Linked DNA regions of Mus musculus: all the other regions are linked to region 4. A link is a contact called in public HiChIP or PLAC-seq and promoter capture Hi-C data. All regions are on one chromosome and are shown on one strand. The core of a region is the stretch at or near the end of the contact, and the rest is flanking DNA. Distances in the headings are between cores, read along the strand shown. Region 1 holds the start of Exoc5 (exocyst complex component 5). Region 2 holds the start of Fermt2 (fermitin family member 2). Region 3 holds the start of Tmem260 (transmembrane protein 260). Region 4 holds the start of Gch1 (GTP cyclohydrolase 1). Region 5 holds the start of Gnpnat1 (glucosamine-phosphate N-acetyltransferase 1).

Region 1 (2,700 bases), core at 195-2,694, 1.9 Mb after region 4:
TTCATTACAACTTACAATTTAGGCATGCTATTTCTCTAAACAAATGCAGTATCTATGCTAGGAATGACTGCAAGTCAACGTTCAGTAACAAAAAAAAGTAACTGAAAAGTTAGATTTTTTTTTTAATGGAAACAATGGCATTTAAAATTCACGCCACAGAACACGCTGATGCTCAATGGATACAATTTTCACCTATGGTGACATTCTTAACTGTGAACTGCAGTGTTCTCTACAACTTACACTTCTGCTGCTATGGAGTAATCACGCCCCAGCGGGGGAGAAGGTGTATTCCTCATTTTTCTTCATATGACTACTTCTATTTTTTTCCACACAAGAAGATACTGTTTCATTGTCTTGTAACCCCATTCCATTATCTCAAACCTCACCGCTTCTGACACTGACACGCCACAAAATCCAACTGTCAAGTTTAAATATTGAAACACTCAAGAAAATGCACCTGAACGCTCCCACAGCTTCTCACAGCCCAAGGATCCTTTAACTAGCAGTCGGAGGGTTCCACAGCAATTAAATGCAGTAAGATGTGTCGCTTCCCTTCCGTGCTGAGGCTAAGTAGGCCTTTATTGTCCTTAAAAGAATCCTCCCAGCCTTTTCGACTGTAAGGTAAGACGGCAGGCACCCCAGGGCCGCTTCTGAGCTTGTCGGAACCTCGGCACCGAGGAGCCCCCCAGAGTCTCCATTCAGATGCCCCCTGTAGCACCGTCGCGAGGATCCGCACAGCAAGACCCGGCTCGCCGGCCCTGGGCTCCGGAGTCAGCCCTGCCCACTGCCCGTCCGGTCTCCGGGACGTCTGGCCGCCCTGCCACCCGAGCCGGCCCAGCGTCCCGCCGCCACCCGCCCCTCCCCCGCCGCCGCCGCCGCCGCCCGCCGAGCCCCGGGACCCACCTCGAAGAGCTCGGCCGTCGTGGCCATGCCGGCCGGCTGAGAGGCTCGCCCCGCGCTCGAGGCCGTCTCCGCTTCACATGCTGCGCCTCAGCGGCGCCGCTCACCAGTCCCAGCTCGGCCTACCGCCTCCGGCCCGGGCTGCGCACCGCTGCTGGCTGCCCCGGTCCTCACACAGCGAAGGCAGAGAGGGAGAGCAGCCATGAAGCGGAGCCGCAGACGCCTGTCAGCTGCCTCCCGGCGCCGCCCGCGCCGCTCCCATTGTCACCGCCTCGCACGCCGGAAGTGGGGCTGCGCGCGCCCGGCCGACTTCGCGGGGCGGGCGAAAGGAGCGAGCGGCGAGCGGGCCGCGGAGGCGCTCGTTTGCGACAGGGTGACGCGTCTTGAGCCTCGCGGGCCGCCGTCCCGGAAGTGGGCGAGAAGAGTATTCCAGTCCCTTGAGATTCCGGGTGTAGGTTCTTAAGACCTTCTGAGGAGTGTTTTAATCTCTTGAAGGGACCGGGAGACTTGAGTCACCTCACCCGGAAGAGCGAGCATCTCCAGTGAGCTCTTGCGGCTCAGGGAGAACCCGGACGTTGCCTGGTACAGCCCATCTAGAAGGCGGGGTCTACTTTGGCTGGATGGCGACCTTAGTTTCTACATCGCTCTGATACTTGGGAGGCTTAACCATGGCCCTGCGGGCAGTGTGGCTCATACGTCACGAACCAGGAACTCCACTTGGAGGCACCGTCAGATTCTCCAGGTAATTGCAAGTCTGGATCCTCAGGCATGATGGGTCCAAGGATGAATCTAAGCAGGAGTTTTTGTGGTGCGCTGAGTCTCAGCTGTCCCAGGAGCAGCTAGCAGGGTGCCCTTGGGCAATTTAGGCTTTCTACGTTTATCTCACTTTGTTGTAAGGAATGAGTTGCTTGTTACATGATGCTACATGTTTTCTAGTATTACTGCTATTGTATCTTTATTTATTTATATATTTGAGACAGGATTCATGTATACCTGGCTGTCCTAGAACTTGATACGTAGACCAGGCTGGCCTTGAATTTACAGATACCTCCAGAGTGCTGGGATTACAGGTGTGGGCCACGACACCCGGCTATACTAATGTATCTTTAAAATTAATTCCATCTGTTTAAGTTTGGTACAAAAATGATTGCTTAAAGAACGTTATAGTTTGCAGCTTCTAGTGGGTGAGCAAAATAGAAGTGTGAAAAATTAAATTACAGTCACCTTTTTATCCAGGTGGCATAAGTGGTTTGGTCCCACCTTTAGAATTTGCCATATCTTACCAAGATAATTCTATGGAGAGGACTCTGCAGTTCTTTATATTAGATATTAACCCCGATATAAAGTATAGCTGGCTAAGTTCCCCCCAGTCTATAGGCTGTCTCGCCACTTTGCTTGTAGTTTTATTTGCTTTGCAGAACTGTTTTGATTTCAGGAGATCCCATCTGTCAGTTCTTGAAGTTGTTACCTGTCTCTTGGCATTATTTCTAAGAAGCCTCTGTGTTAATGAGTAGATGTGTGTTCTTGGAAAGCAGCAATGTATGGTAGAAAGGTGACCAATTTTAAATCTCTTCGAATGTAAACCAGAAAGCATTTGAATGGTGTAACTGAGGAACTCAGTTATTAGGTTTTTGTTGCTGTGGTTTTGAGACAGAGCCTCACTGTGTACCACTGGCTTACCCAGAATTCACTGTGTAGACCAAGCTAGCCACAAACTCATAGATACCCTCCTGCTTCTGGTTTCCAAATACTAGAATTAAAGGAATGCAACAACCATGACCCCCATTAGTTGTTAGTTTT
Region 2 (2,700 bases), core at 72-2,571, 1.7 Mb before region 4:
TCAAATACTGTCATCTTCAACTCAGTTTAGTGTCTGCTTTAAAAAAACAAAACACACACACACACACACAAAAAAAAAACAAAAAATAAAAAATAAGTTCTTTCGTTGGCTTCTTAATGCTCCTGATAGCTTACTTCCAACTCAGAATACAGATACCAAGTTTGTCAAGCACTGCCCCACCCCTCGCAAGAGCGGACGAGTGGAACATTTCAGGGCACTCCATCACGTAGTACAGCTACTGAAACTTCATACCGACCAACACCAGTGCACATTCTCCAGACCGGGCTGACTGTACACTCTCCCCAATAAACACCACCATCAACATCCAGGTTCCATGAGGATAAGAGGTGGGAACACCTACAGACCCGTAATACCACATTCACAACTTTCACCTGCATACTCTCTCTCCTCGTTACTTTCAACAAGTCGTCCCGGGAATCCGCAGTTAAGCATTTGGTAGGTTCGAATCACTCACTACCTTATGTAAAAATCAAAATAACAAGCAGGACGCAGAGGGGAGCACGTCTATGCGCCCTAACGTTAACAAATTTCGCATTTTAAGCGCAGCACACGCCAGGAGCTAGGATCTCCCAATTCTACCCCTCCCCCCGCCGTCTTCCCTCCCCACCCCCTCCTCTCATTCTGGGAAGTCTTTATTGGAGGCATCGGGGTGCTACTCACCGAGTTTTTCCACCAACTTCAGCATCACCCCTCCGATGTGCACCTCCCCGGTCACTCTCAGAGTGACATCACGGTTCAGGTCCGTGACATGGACGCTCAGTTCCCACGTCCCGTCCGCGTAGCAGCCATCTGGCATCCTTATCCCGTCCAGAGCCATGGCTCCCTTCCTGCGAGCGCGGAGGAAATGGCTCTCGTCAGCGTCACTCCCCCAAAGGAAGACAAACCCCACCGAGTCCGCGGCGCCGGCCGCTGCGAGGGAGAAGGCGGAGGAGCTGCGGCTACGCGCGCACAACCAAGGGCGCGAGCGCGGGCGACTCGGCACCCAGACCGTGGCCTCCGCCCGCCGCGCCCGCCTAGCGGACTTGGGCGCCTTCACCTGCCGCCGCCGCCGCTGCGCCCGGACCGCCCCGCGCCTCCCCACCCGGCCGGGGAGACCGCGCCGCGCCGGCGCGCGCTCCGCTCCTCCCGCGGCGTCCTCCCCGCGCCCCGTCCTCCGCTGCGCCCCTCACCGCGCTCCTCCCGCCGGGCTCCCGAGGCAACAGGCGAGGCTGGCGGCACCCGCGTCGCTGCTCGGGAGGAAAGCGAAGCCTCGCGCCGCTGCTAATGGAGTCCCGGCACCGCGGCCCCCGCCCCACCCCCTCTCCCCGCCCCGGCCCCCGCCCCGCAGCACCGCCCGCAGCCGGCCTCCGCCCCCTCCTCTCTGGCTCTTCTCTGACCGCGCTCCCGCGGGGGAGAGGAGGCGGCGCGCGCTCTGGTGGGGCCGGGGCGGTGCGCGCCTCGGGGGAGCGCTGCGGGGGGAGGCGGCGGCCGCAATCTCGGCCCTGCGGAGCGCTGCCCTTTTATGGAAATGAAGGACCAGGCGCAGGGATGGAATCCAACATCCGGGCTCTCGGCTGCGGAGCTGGGGTGGGGGGCGGGGGCTCGCGGGGCTGAGGCGGCGCCTGCAGCGGGGTCCCCGGGGTTCATGCGTGAGAAGCTGCCTCGGGAAGTTCCCAGGCCCCGGGACGTGTGCGGGGAACCCGGGCGCGAAGGCACCGCGCCGGGGAGCTAGGAAGAGAAGTTGGGATGCAGAAACTTTACGATGTCTGCCTTGAACATCCCACAAAAGTAGGAGAAAGGACACAGAGGGGCGGTGAGCCACAAAAGTTGCCTGGCAAGCAGGGTTCCGCACCAATCTGCGGCTCCTGCTGGACTCATGAGAGTCGGCGAGCATTATTAACCCCTGGAACCCAAGTGCCTGCCAGACGCAAAAGCTTGGCTCATGCGCTCCGGCTGGAAAAGGGGGACCTCCCCACCCCACCCCAGGAGGGCAGTGGTTTCCCCGAGACCCCTTCTCCACCCACGCCAACTGTTGGCGCGTACTTGGGACTTTTCCTCCGCAACTTAGAGGACTCAGTATTTTGAATGCACGCACATTCTCTTCCTTACCCTCCCACACACTTCCAAGACATTTAAGTAGTTTTGAACTGATGTTGAGCTGTTAAAGACTTTGACTAGTGACGAAGAAAGGTCCCCGAAGGCCCACTTCCACGTTCCCATTAACTATTACACTCTGTTGAAGGGAACTGTTCAGAATCAGCAAGCCAGGGGTTGCCTCTTCTAGCAATTTATTTAAGTCCAGGAGAGTCCGATAAGATACTGTAAAGGATCTTGGTTTTTAAAAAGTGTCTTGGACTTCGTGAACTGCCCTAGACACTTCAAAGGGGAGCCTACCGCGCAAATAACCCTTTGTTCATCAACACAACAGCAAAAGAAAAAAGCACAGCCTGCAGAAAGGGGTGGACACCCGTAAGGGAGTGAAAGCAGGAAAACTCGAGTCAAATGCCAGAGGTTTGGGAGTGGAAAAAAAAAAAAAAGGGAAACCACTCTGCTAACACTAGCCAGTCATCATGGAGAAACTGATGCACTTCTCCAAGCTTGCCTCTCTCCAGTTATTTCTACTCTGAGACGTTGTGGGTGGTTTACTTAGAAGCAATGTTGTTCAGGGTGGAAACAGTGTTGATGAAATTATGTTGTTGG
Region 3 (2,700 bases), core at 140-2,639, 1.3 Mb after region 4:
CCACCACCACTAACAACAACAACAACAAAAAAACCCAAGGTGGGCAGCTATAGTTGAAGACATCCAAAATTGACCTCTGGTCTCTACATGTACAGACTTGGACAACTCCCCTCCCCACCACACACACACATTGTCACATATGAACACACATACATACAAGATAATCCTGGACAAGCTGTCTAGTTGAAAGGTGTATTTCTCATGATCTCTTGCTACCAAGAAAAGCATTTTCCTCAATGGACGTCAATGGAGAACTTGCTACCATGTCTCCCAGCCATGAAAATCTCTCCCAAATAAACTGCTTCTTCTATAAGTTTCACTGGTCATAGTGTTTTCTCATGCAATAAGGAAAGTACACTGCCCAACCCCTGTGTCCCAGGAGCTCAGATGATAAAGCATTTTATAAACACCAGGAAAAGACTAAGATAGGTGGGCACAATTACTGCCTATCAACTTCACAGCCTGGACACAGTGTTCCTGTCAGACTGCAAATAGCACATTTGTGAATGTTGCCCATTTCCCGTGTATTCTGACACAGATTCTAAGGAGGTTGCCCGCTCCCTTCCCAGACTGAATAATTGCTAAAATAATGCAAACTGCAAGCTTAAAATGTTTACTAGCCTAGCCTGCATGAGGCCCTAGATTCAATTCTCAGCAGTGTGCTGTGTATTGTCTAGTAGCTCCCATCTCTTTCTACATTCCATTTGCATTATTTATGTGGGCTCTTGATTTCATTTTCCACTTTTAGAGCAAAAAAAACAAAAAAACAAAAATCATTCTTCTTCATTTAAGTAGGAGACACTCTTATCATGAAGAGTTAATTTTGTTAACTCAAGTATTTCAACTCACCTACTGAGTTCTCATGTTAAAAAAAGGCTAATTAGCACATTTTAATATCTTAAAATTAGTGAATTAATAATTAGCATATGGATTTACATTAATTTTAATGAGGCAAGGCTCTATAAATACATAGCCGCGATCAATGAGTCCACTGAAAAATATAATAGCAATTAATGTATTTGTGGCTTACTACATGGTTGGAACCCTTCCTTGTTGGGTTTCTAGGGGGCTCTCTTATGCAGTTCCACCCCACGCCACAGGGGGCAGAGCAGCGCTTTCTGGCTCACCGTTATCCACGCCACTTCCGTCTCTTTTGGAACGGACCAAGTCAGTGCGGAAAGGGGGAGAGAGACTGCATAGTGCGAGTAGGCCTGGCCCATGATTGATGTCGTTGGGAATTATGCTCCCTTGTGATTCGTTACTTCAAAGCACACTGACGCAGACACAGTACCACGCGCAGTGACCCCCAGAAGACTCCTAAGCCGTGCCGGAGTGCGCCCGCCATCTCCTCCTCCCCGACCTGGCGGGCGAAGGTATGGTGCGCTCGGCCCTGCTAGACCGGAAGCCGGCGCGGGCTGTGCGCGCCTCTCGGCCAGGGAAGGTCCGCACCGCTGCGAGGGGTCACGGTCCGCGAGCTGCGCGCGTCCGGGCCCATGGGTCTCCATGGCGACGGCGGGAGCCCGGCAGCCGGAGCGGGGCCGTGGCGCTCCGGGGCCCTCCGCGGCAGCGTGGCCGTGTTCGCCTCCGTGGCTGCCGTGTTCACCCTCACGCTGCCCCGCTCGCTGCCTGGGGGAGACTCGGGTAAAGTACTCGCAGGCCGCCCTCCTCCCCGCCCCCCTGCCTCCGGGTGCCGCCGCCTCGGTGTCCCGGCCCCGCGTCCCCTCGCTGGAGCTCCGTGCACGGTTCTGAATTCCAGAACCAGTTCTCTTTCCGGTTCTGGATCTTGGTCTCTGTGTTCTCGAGCTGCTCAGCCGATGAAATTTAACCACTGTCCACTTTGCCCGGATCGTTGTTACCTGTATCACCTGTCGTGCCCTTACAGTGTCACAGACAAAAAAAGATTGACAGTAGTTAACAAATAGCATGGAGCGTTCTACTGTGTTTAGAGACGACACAACGGGTTATTAAATAAACTACATTTTAAGTAGTGGTGAGTTACGGAGGCACTAAGGGAGAATGTGGTTGGAGTGGTAATGAGTAGATTCCTCAGAAGGTCAGGAAAGGCTACCTTGGAGGTGTATTAGTTAGAACCTGAATATTAAGGAACCAGCCATGCAGAAAATTTAGAGGGGAACTCATAAAAGGGAATGCAACTGAAAGCACCCCTCTTCCTGTGAAAATGAAAGACAGGTTTCACACAGATTAAGCTAGGGCATACTTTTCACATATCTGAGTCTAGAAACAAGTCCCTGGTTTGGTTTGGTTTTTACAGCCAGATAAAGTGATCAATAATTTCTCATAATAATCAGCCGTGTTTTCAGAATGGTTCTGTAATGGAACAGTCAAACCGTTTCCTGAAGAGCCCATGAGCTGTTTATAATTTCACTACCTGACAAGTTCACCCGGATTTGGTGGCTGCAGGGGGGAGCATTTATCATCTGTCTGTGGATCAGTATCTCTAGGTGCAGTTTAGCCGGATTCACTAACACAAGACAAGGTGGGGGCCAGGGTTGCAACTTCTCAGGACCCTGTTTAGGGAGTATCTACTTCCAAACTTAAGTCTAGCCCTATATCCCATGTGGCTCTCTTCATAAAATAGCTGATTCCTGTCAAAAGCAAGAGAGCATTCTGTCACCTCTGTCATTTTTGAGACCTAATCCTGGAAGTGATATGCCACTGCCCTGTTTTATTGGAGAGAGT
Region 4 (2,700 bases), core at 189-2,688:
CAGTGTGGTTTGTTTTTGGTTTTTTGTTTTTTCCGTGTGTAATGGTGGAGGCAAAGACACACGTCACAGAGATGCCCAGATGTAAACTGGAAATGAGGCCTTTGAACTCAGCCAAAGGAACCAGAGCTTCTTTTTTATAAAGGCCAACACTGCTTAACCAAATAGGCAGCAAGGCCCTGCTTTCCACTTCCTCTTCACCCTGCCTCTGTACCCACAGCAACTGCCTCGTCACTGGCTGGGAAAGACTTGATGCCAGCAGGCTCAGACTGTGGATTTTAGGCGGCGGGGGTGGAGGTGGGTGGCTAGGAGGGCAAAAGCACGGAATCCCAGGTCCAGTGAACTTCAACCATCAGAGTATCAGCGCGGGGGTGGGGTGGAGTGTCCCTTTATTCTTTGAGGGAGCAAACATTAAAGACTTTCAGCAATAATGCTAGCTCAAGAAAAGTCCACACCTCAAACTGCTAGGAAGTCCGAATCCAGAATTGTGCCAAATTTTGGTGTAAAGTCCTAAGCTAGAGTAGTTGGATGCAAATTCCAGTTCTCTGAAGTTCCCTACCCCATTACAAGTACCTAACTTTACTTGGCTCACGGGGTGTAACGGAAACCTGGCTTCACCCAAAAGCAAGACGCGTCCCATCAACAAGTGTCCACGGGATCCTTGCGGGGGGGGGGGGGAACGGTGGATGCTGCACGTGCCTAATCGCGTTCTGAGCGCTGGGGTAAGAGGGTCTCACATCCCTTCCCGCCCCGGAGTTCAGTGTAGTGGCTATGCATTCACCCTCCCCAGAGCCCTGAGTGCCAGCCAGGAGGGACCCTCGCCTCCGCCAGGTGGAGGCTCTGGGGCCACAGCTGGGACCGGGACCTGACAACTTGGCTCCCTGCGCCAAAAGTGAAGCAACTCGGGAAAGTTCCCGGAGCTGCCCACGCTTCCTGAAGCCGCCTCCTGGCGCCCAGCACACCCCGGCGCACGCACGGACCTGAGATGGTCTCCTGGTATCCCTTGGTGAAGTACTGCATGGCGGTGGCCGCCCTCCAGGGCGTCTTGAGCAGCCCCTGCCGCTGGGGGTCCTCGCCCAGCGAGAGCAGAATGGACGAGTAAGCGGCCGCCAGTTTGGGGAGGTTCACCTGGTTTTCCTCCTCGCTGCGGTGCCGCCCTGCCTTCCAGGCGTCGGCCGGCTGTGCGCCCTTGGCCTCGGGCGGCCGGGACTTCTCGGCAGGCGGGCTGGCCCCGGGCCGCGGCAGCTCCCGCTCGGAGAACCCATTGGTGCACCTGACTCCCCGCGGCTTCTCCATGGACCCGGCGCGACCGCTCCCGAGACACCCTAGGGTGCTAACAAGCGCTGCGGCTCAGCTTAGCCGGCGGCCGTAACCTGTGGCCGTCACCCGGACTGGGGCTCAGCACCTAGGGACACTCTCGGAGTCTAGGGCAGTCGCCGGCTGGGGAGCCCCGCCGCGCCTCTCTTTTTATGGCAGGGCGACTCGGCCGGCGCCGCGAGATATTTTCATTGGCCGGAGCCTCTTGCGTCATGGATCTCTCCCCGCCCCTGAGCCCCGCCCTCCTGGGTGGCCCCTAAACCCCCGCAGTTACACAAGACAAGCTTCTGGTTAGACCCCCTCGACTTATAAAAGGAAGAACTGAGTCTACAAAAAGCCAAGAATCCGGGGAGCTGGAACCTCCGAGATAGAAACACCGATTCTCCCTCACTTTCCACCGGAAAAGGGGGCGTGTTCGCAAAAATGCTGTGGTCTAGTTGCCCTGAGAAAGATGAGCTAACTAACAGGTGACCTTGCTGGGGCAGGCAGGGTGGAGCAAATATTCTGGTGATAAGCAACCTTGTGCTCTTTTTTAAATATTTTTTTTCTTTTTAGCTTTTTTTTTTCCGAGATTACAATAATTTCCTGTCTGTTTTCCCTTTCTTCCTTCCAAACCTTCCCAAATACCTTCACCCCGCCCCCCCCCACACCTTGTTCTCTTTTACATTCAGTCTCTTTTTTTAACAGTTCTTATGTATGTATGTATGTGTGTTTCTAAATATATAAATACAACTTGCTCAGTCTGGTTAATGTCTCTTGTGTGTATACATTTTCGGGGCTAATCTGGTATTGGTGTTCTCTGTCCTAGGGAAGATTACCTCAGTCTAAGCATTCCTCGGTCACCTGTGGCTCTTTGTCTAGGGTGAGGGCTCACGAGTCGTTGTCCCACACACCCTCACCCCCATCCTTGTTTATACTTCTACTGGAGTCATTCTTTTTTTTGTTTTTTTTTTTTTTGTTTTTTTTTTTTGTTTTTTCGAGACAGGGTTTCTCTGTATAGCCCTGGCTGTCCTGGAGCTCACTTTGTAGACCAGGTTGGCCTCGAACTCAGAAATCCACCTGCCTCTGCCTCCCAAGTGCTGGGTGTCATTCTTTTGTTGTGCTTTGTTTTACTTTTTGAGACCAAGTCTCACAGTGCAGCTCTGTCTGGCCTGGAGTTCTCTATGTCGACCACCAGGAAGGCCTTTAATTCAAATGATCTGCCTGCCTCACACTTCCAAACGGTGGGATTAAAAGCATGAGCCCTGCCTCTCTCCTGCTTTAAAGACTGGAGAAGTTGTGACTTGAAAATTGTTCAGTCGTTTAAAATGTATACAACACACACACCTGCCACTCTAGAAAACCCTCTGGCCTCTCTCAAGGCATGAGTTATGGTGCATGGCACTC
Region 5 (2,700 bases), core at 100-2,599, 1.8 Mb before region 4:
CCTCTCTACTACTCCCCCCCCCACCCAAGTTCAAGGCTAGCCCCTGCTACACAGGCTGTTTTATCAAAACAAAACTACAAGAAGCCTTCATTCTGTAGCACTTAAAGGTCACCACCTAACTTCCTCTCTAAGTTTGGTTGTAAACTCTAACTAAAAGCCCCTCCCCCTCTACCCAGTAGGGTTTAACTTCTAAATTAGCATTTGTTTACAATGCTTGAGTATTGCCTAAGCCCTAGTCCAGTGAACCTCTAGTCAATGAATAATGAATGACGTAAGGTATTATCTAGAAATCACATTTCAGAAAGTCATGTAGAAAAAAAGATTGCCACATGGCCACAAGTGAGAAGACAAAAGACATACACCCAACTTCAAGTTTGGTTTCCCAGCCTCTGAATGAGTCTGGATATAGATGGGGAGCGGCTGCTTCCTGAAAAACAGCGGAGCAACAAGTAGGAAGATTGAAGACCAGGATTCACACATTTCTAAACATGATCTGCAGCCAAATCAAACTCGCTGTGATAGGTTACAGGTAGACAGACAGATAAGTAGACAGCTCCGAGTATCTTCATGAAAGGTAGTATTTCATGAAGCAAGAAGTCTTTCCCGTTAGTGTACTTAATCTACACGATCTGATTAGCCCCAAGTCTAGTTGCACAGTTGGGAGCACCGAGTTTCCAAGACTAGCCCTAAGGTTAGTTAACACTCATCAACAAATGAGTGGCCTGGAATGAGGATCCTCTCATTTTCCCATAGAGCATTACTGCAGGAAAGTCAACAGATGACAATCTTTGCATCATGGAATCTGTTTGAATCATACAATTCCTACCTTAATGAATCCATTTCCTGAGACCTACTCTTGGATTAATTAATCCCAAACAAACCCCCATTTATTTTTTTACAGGAACAAATTTTATGCTTGCCTTACATAAACATTAGCTCTAACACATAATAGAAACCACACAGTTGGTGTTTCTAGAGGTTCAAGTTCTAGGTTCCCCCACCCCAGGTTTCATACAGTCTGCGCAGCTGGGGCTCTTCAGAGCCGGTGCTTGTCTTCAGCGGCTCTGACCGCTACACCCGTAAAAGGGAACCGAGGGTTCGCGCCCTTTCATAGGGACGGCGGCAGAAAAGGTGAGGACCGTCCCCCATTCCCACGCCACGGACACTCCTAGGCCCTCCAAGACCCTGCCCGGCCAGACTGCCGGGCATCAAGCTTTGCCGCCCGGCTCCCGGGCAGGGCGTCTCAGCCTCTGCGGTCCCAAGCCCGCCAGCCCTCGCGTCCCAGCCCCAGGCCGCCTCACCGCACTGGAGCGGACCACGCTCCAGTCCCGGCGCGTCAGTCTCCCTGCGGGTCAAAGCGCCGCCGCATCCGGATCCGGCTGCAGCTCCAGCCCCGCCCCCCGTGCGCCCCCACGCGCCGCAGCCGGAACCGCCAGGCCAAACGTGGCCGGACCAACGCCTCTGCCCTGCCCCGCCCTCACGCACCGCTGCGCACGCGGAGGCACGGCCACGCACACCACTCCTGGGCTCCGGAGGCGAGGCGGGGCGGGGCGGGGCGGGGCGTGGGGCAAAGACCAGGGGCAAAGCTTGCGTCATCAGTTTACCTTCCAGACTTGCCTTTCGCTCACTGCACGAGAGTACCACCGTCGCTCTCACACCTTATCTGAAAATAAAGCCATAGGAGTATAAGCAGCCTACCGCGATGACCGGTGTGGGTTCCTTTCATTCTCCGAGCCCTAAGGCTCCTACCCTGTCAGTCCCATCGTCCCCCTCCCTCACTTGCATGCAGTCCATTAACAGGACTGGTGATTACATCTCCTGATTGTCAAATGTCTGAGACAAGGCTGGGCTTCTGTCTTCTAGAAACTGAGCTGGAACCACTCACCCTTGAGCTCTCTTGAGCTTTCCACTGCAGCCCTTTGCTTCCTATGACACCCGGAACATTTCAGCTTACTCTGGGCAAGAAGTGGCTACGTTCTCCAGGCAGTGAAGAGTGGGGTAGAGGCCAGGGCCCTGAAAGCATCTTACAGTATACAGCAAATACTGTGCTTGTTCTGTAATCTCAGTCCTGGGAAGGTTCCTACCTCCAGTGTCTCTCTCTTAAGTGTCATTTAGTGTCATCTGACAAGTGAGGAAGCAGAGATTTGGAGATATACATACATACATACATACATTCACACACACACACACACAGCGAGTGTGTGTGTGTGTGTGTGTGTGTGTGTGTGTAGTACTTGGTGCATGCCTTTAATTCCAGCACTAGAGACCAGAGGCTTTGTGCATCTCTGTGAGTTCAAGACAGTTCTACACAATTAGATCAAATACAGCCCCGAATATGTAGAGAAATGCTGTCACTAGATAGATAGATAGATAGATAGATAGATAGATAGATAGATAGATAGGGGAGGAGGAAGAAATGTCTTGAATATACCAAGACGTATACCACTTCCATCTCTGAACTCATTAAAATATTTGTTTTTTTTAAAGATTTATTTATTATATGTAAGTACACTGTAGCTGTCCTCAGACACACCAGAAGAGGGAGTCAGTTCTTGTTACAGATGGTTGTGAGCCACCATGTGGTTGCTGGGATTTGAACTCTGGACCTTTGGAAGAGCAGTCGGGTGCTCTTACCCACTGAGCCATCCCGCCAGCCAAAATATTTGTTTTTTAATGTCTTACTACATTATTTTGCTTATT

What was found. Promoter capture Hi-C pulls out the DNA fragments that hold promoters and counts their contacts. HiChIP or PLAC-seq counts read pairs in DNA pulled down with a chosen protein or histone mark. Capture Hi-C pulls out chosen DNA fragments and counts their contacts.
Region 1: a contact with region 4 is called in a promoter capture Hi-C map of liver, with 2.2 times the contacts expected there. The contact joins the promoter of Exoc5 here to the promoter of Gch1 in region 4. A contact is called at or near these places in 1 of 39 promoter capture datasets (pre-B cells), 1 of 484 Hi-C or Micro-C datasets (CD4 T cells) and 1 of 9 other capture datasets (liver).
Region 2: a promoter capture Hi-C map of hippocampal neurons shows a contact between it and region 4, with 8 times the contacts expected there. The contact joins the promoter of Fermt2 here to the promoter of Gch1 in region 4. A contact is called at or near these places in 3 of 39 promoter capture datasets (hippocampal neurons and liver).
Region 3: an H3K27ac HiChIP or PLAC-seq map of thymic regulatory T cells shows a contact between it and region 4, with 8 times the contacts expected there. The contact joins the promoter of Tmem260 here to the promoter of Gch1 in region 4. A contact is called at or near these places in 2 of 39 promoter capture datasets (liver and pre-B cells), 1 of 115 datasets of contacts at active chromatin or transcription factors (thymic regulatory T cells) and 2 of 9 other capture datasets (adipose tissue and liver).
Region 5: a promoter capture Hi-C map of liver shows a contact between it and region 4, with 2.3 times the contacts expected there. The contact joins the promoter of Gnpnat1 here to the promoter of Gch1 in region 4. A contact is called at or near these places in 1 of 39 promoter capture datasets (liver), 1 of 115 datasets of contacts at active chromatin or transcription factors (embryonic stem cells) and 2 of 9 other capture datasets (adipose tissue and liver).

What each region holds. Positions count from the first base shown.
Region 1 is chr14:49,065,223-49,067,922 of GRCm38.p6, forward strand. Exoc5 (exocyst complex component 5) reads right to left here and starts at 1,445. Exons shown (of 18, transcript NM_207214.3): 1 at 904-1,445. The coding sequence starts at 930. Ap5m1 (adaptor-related protein complex 5, mu 1 subunit) reads left to right here and starts at 1,327. Exons shown (of 8, transcript NM_144535.5): 1 at 1,327-1,642. The coding sequence starts at 1,569.
Region 2 is chr14:45,528,744-45,531,443 of GRCm38.p6, forward strand. It overlaps Fermt2 (fermitin family member 2), which reads right to left and starts at 1,322. Exons shown (of 15, transcript NM_146054.3): 1 at 1,191-1,322; 2 at 682-848. The coding sequence starts at 838. It overlaps Gm46452 (a long non-coding RNA gene), which reads left to right and starts at 1,479. Exons shown (of 3, transcript XR_001781252.2): 1 at 1,479-1,813.
Region 3 is chr14:48,444,963-48,447,662 of GRCm38.p6, forward strand. It overlaps Tmem260 (transmembrane protein 260), which reads left to right and starts at 1,390. Exons shown (of 16, transcript NM_172600.4): 1 at 1,390-1,641. The coding sequence starts at 1,494.
Region 4 is chr14:47,187,975-47,190,674 of GRCm38.p6, forward strand. It overlaps Gch1 (GTP cyclohydrolase 1), which reads right to left and starts at 1,439. Exons shown (of 6, transcript NM_008102.4): 1 at 978-1,439. The coding sequence starts at 1,293.
Region 5 is chr14:45,387,447-45,390,146 of GRCm38.p6, forward strand. It overlaps Gnpnat1 (glucosamine-phosphate N-acetyltransferase 1), which reads right to left and starts at 1,350. Exons shown (of 6, transcript NM_019425.2): 1 at 1,302-1,350.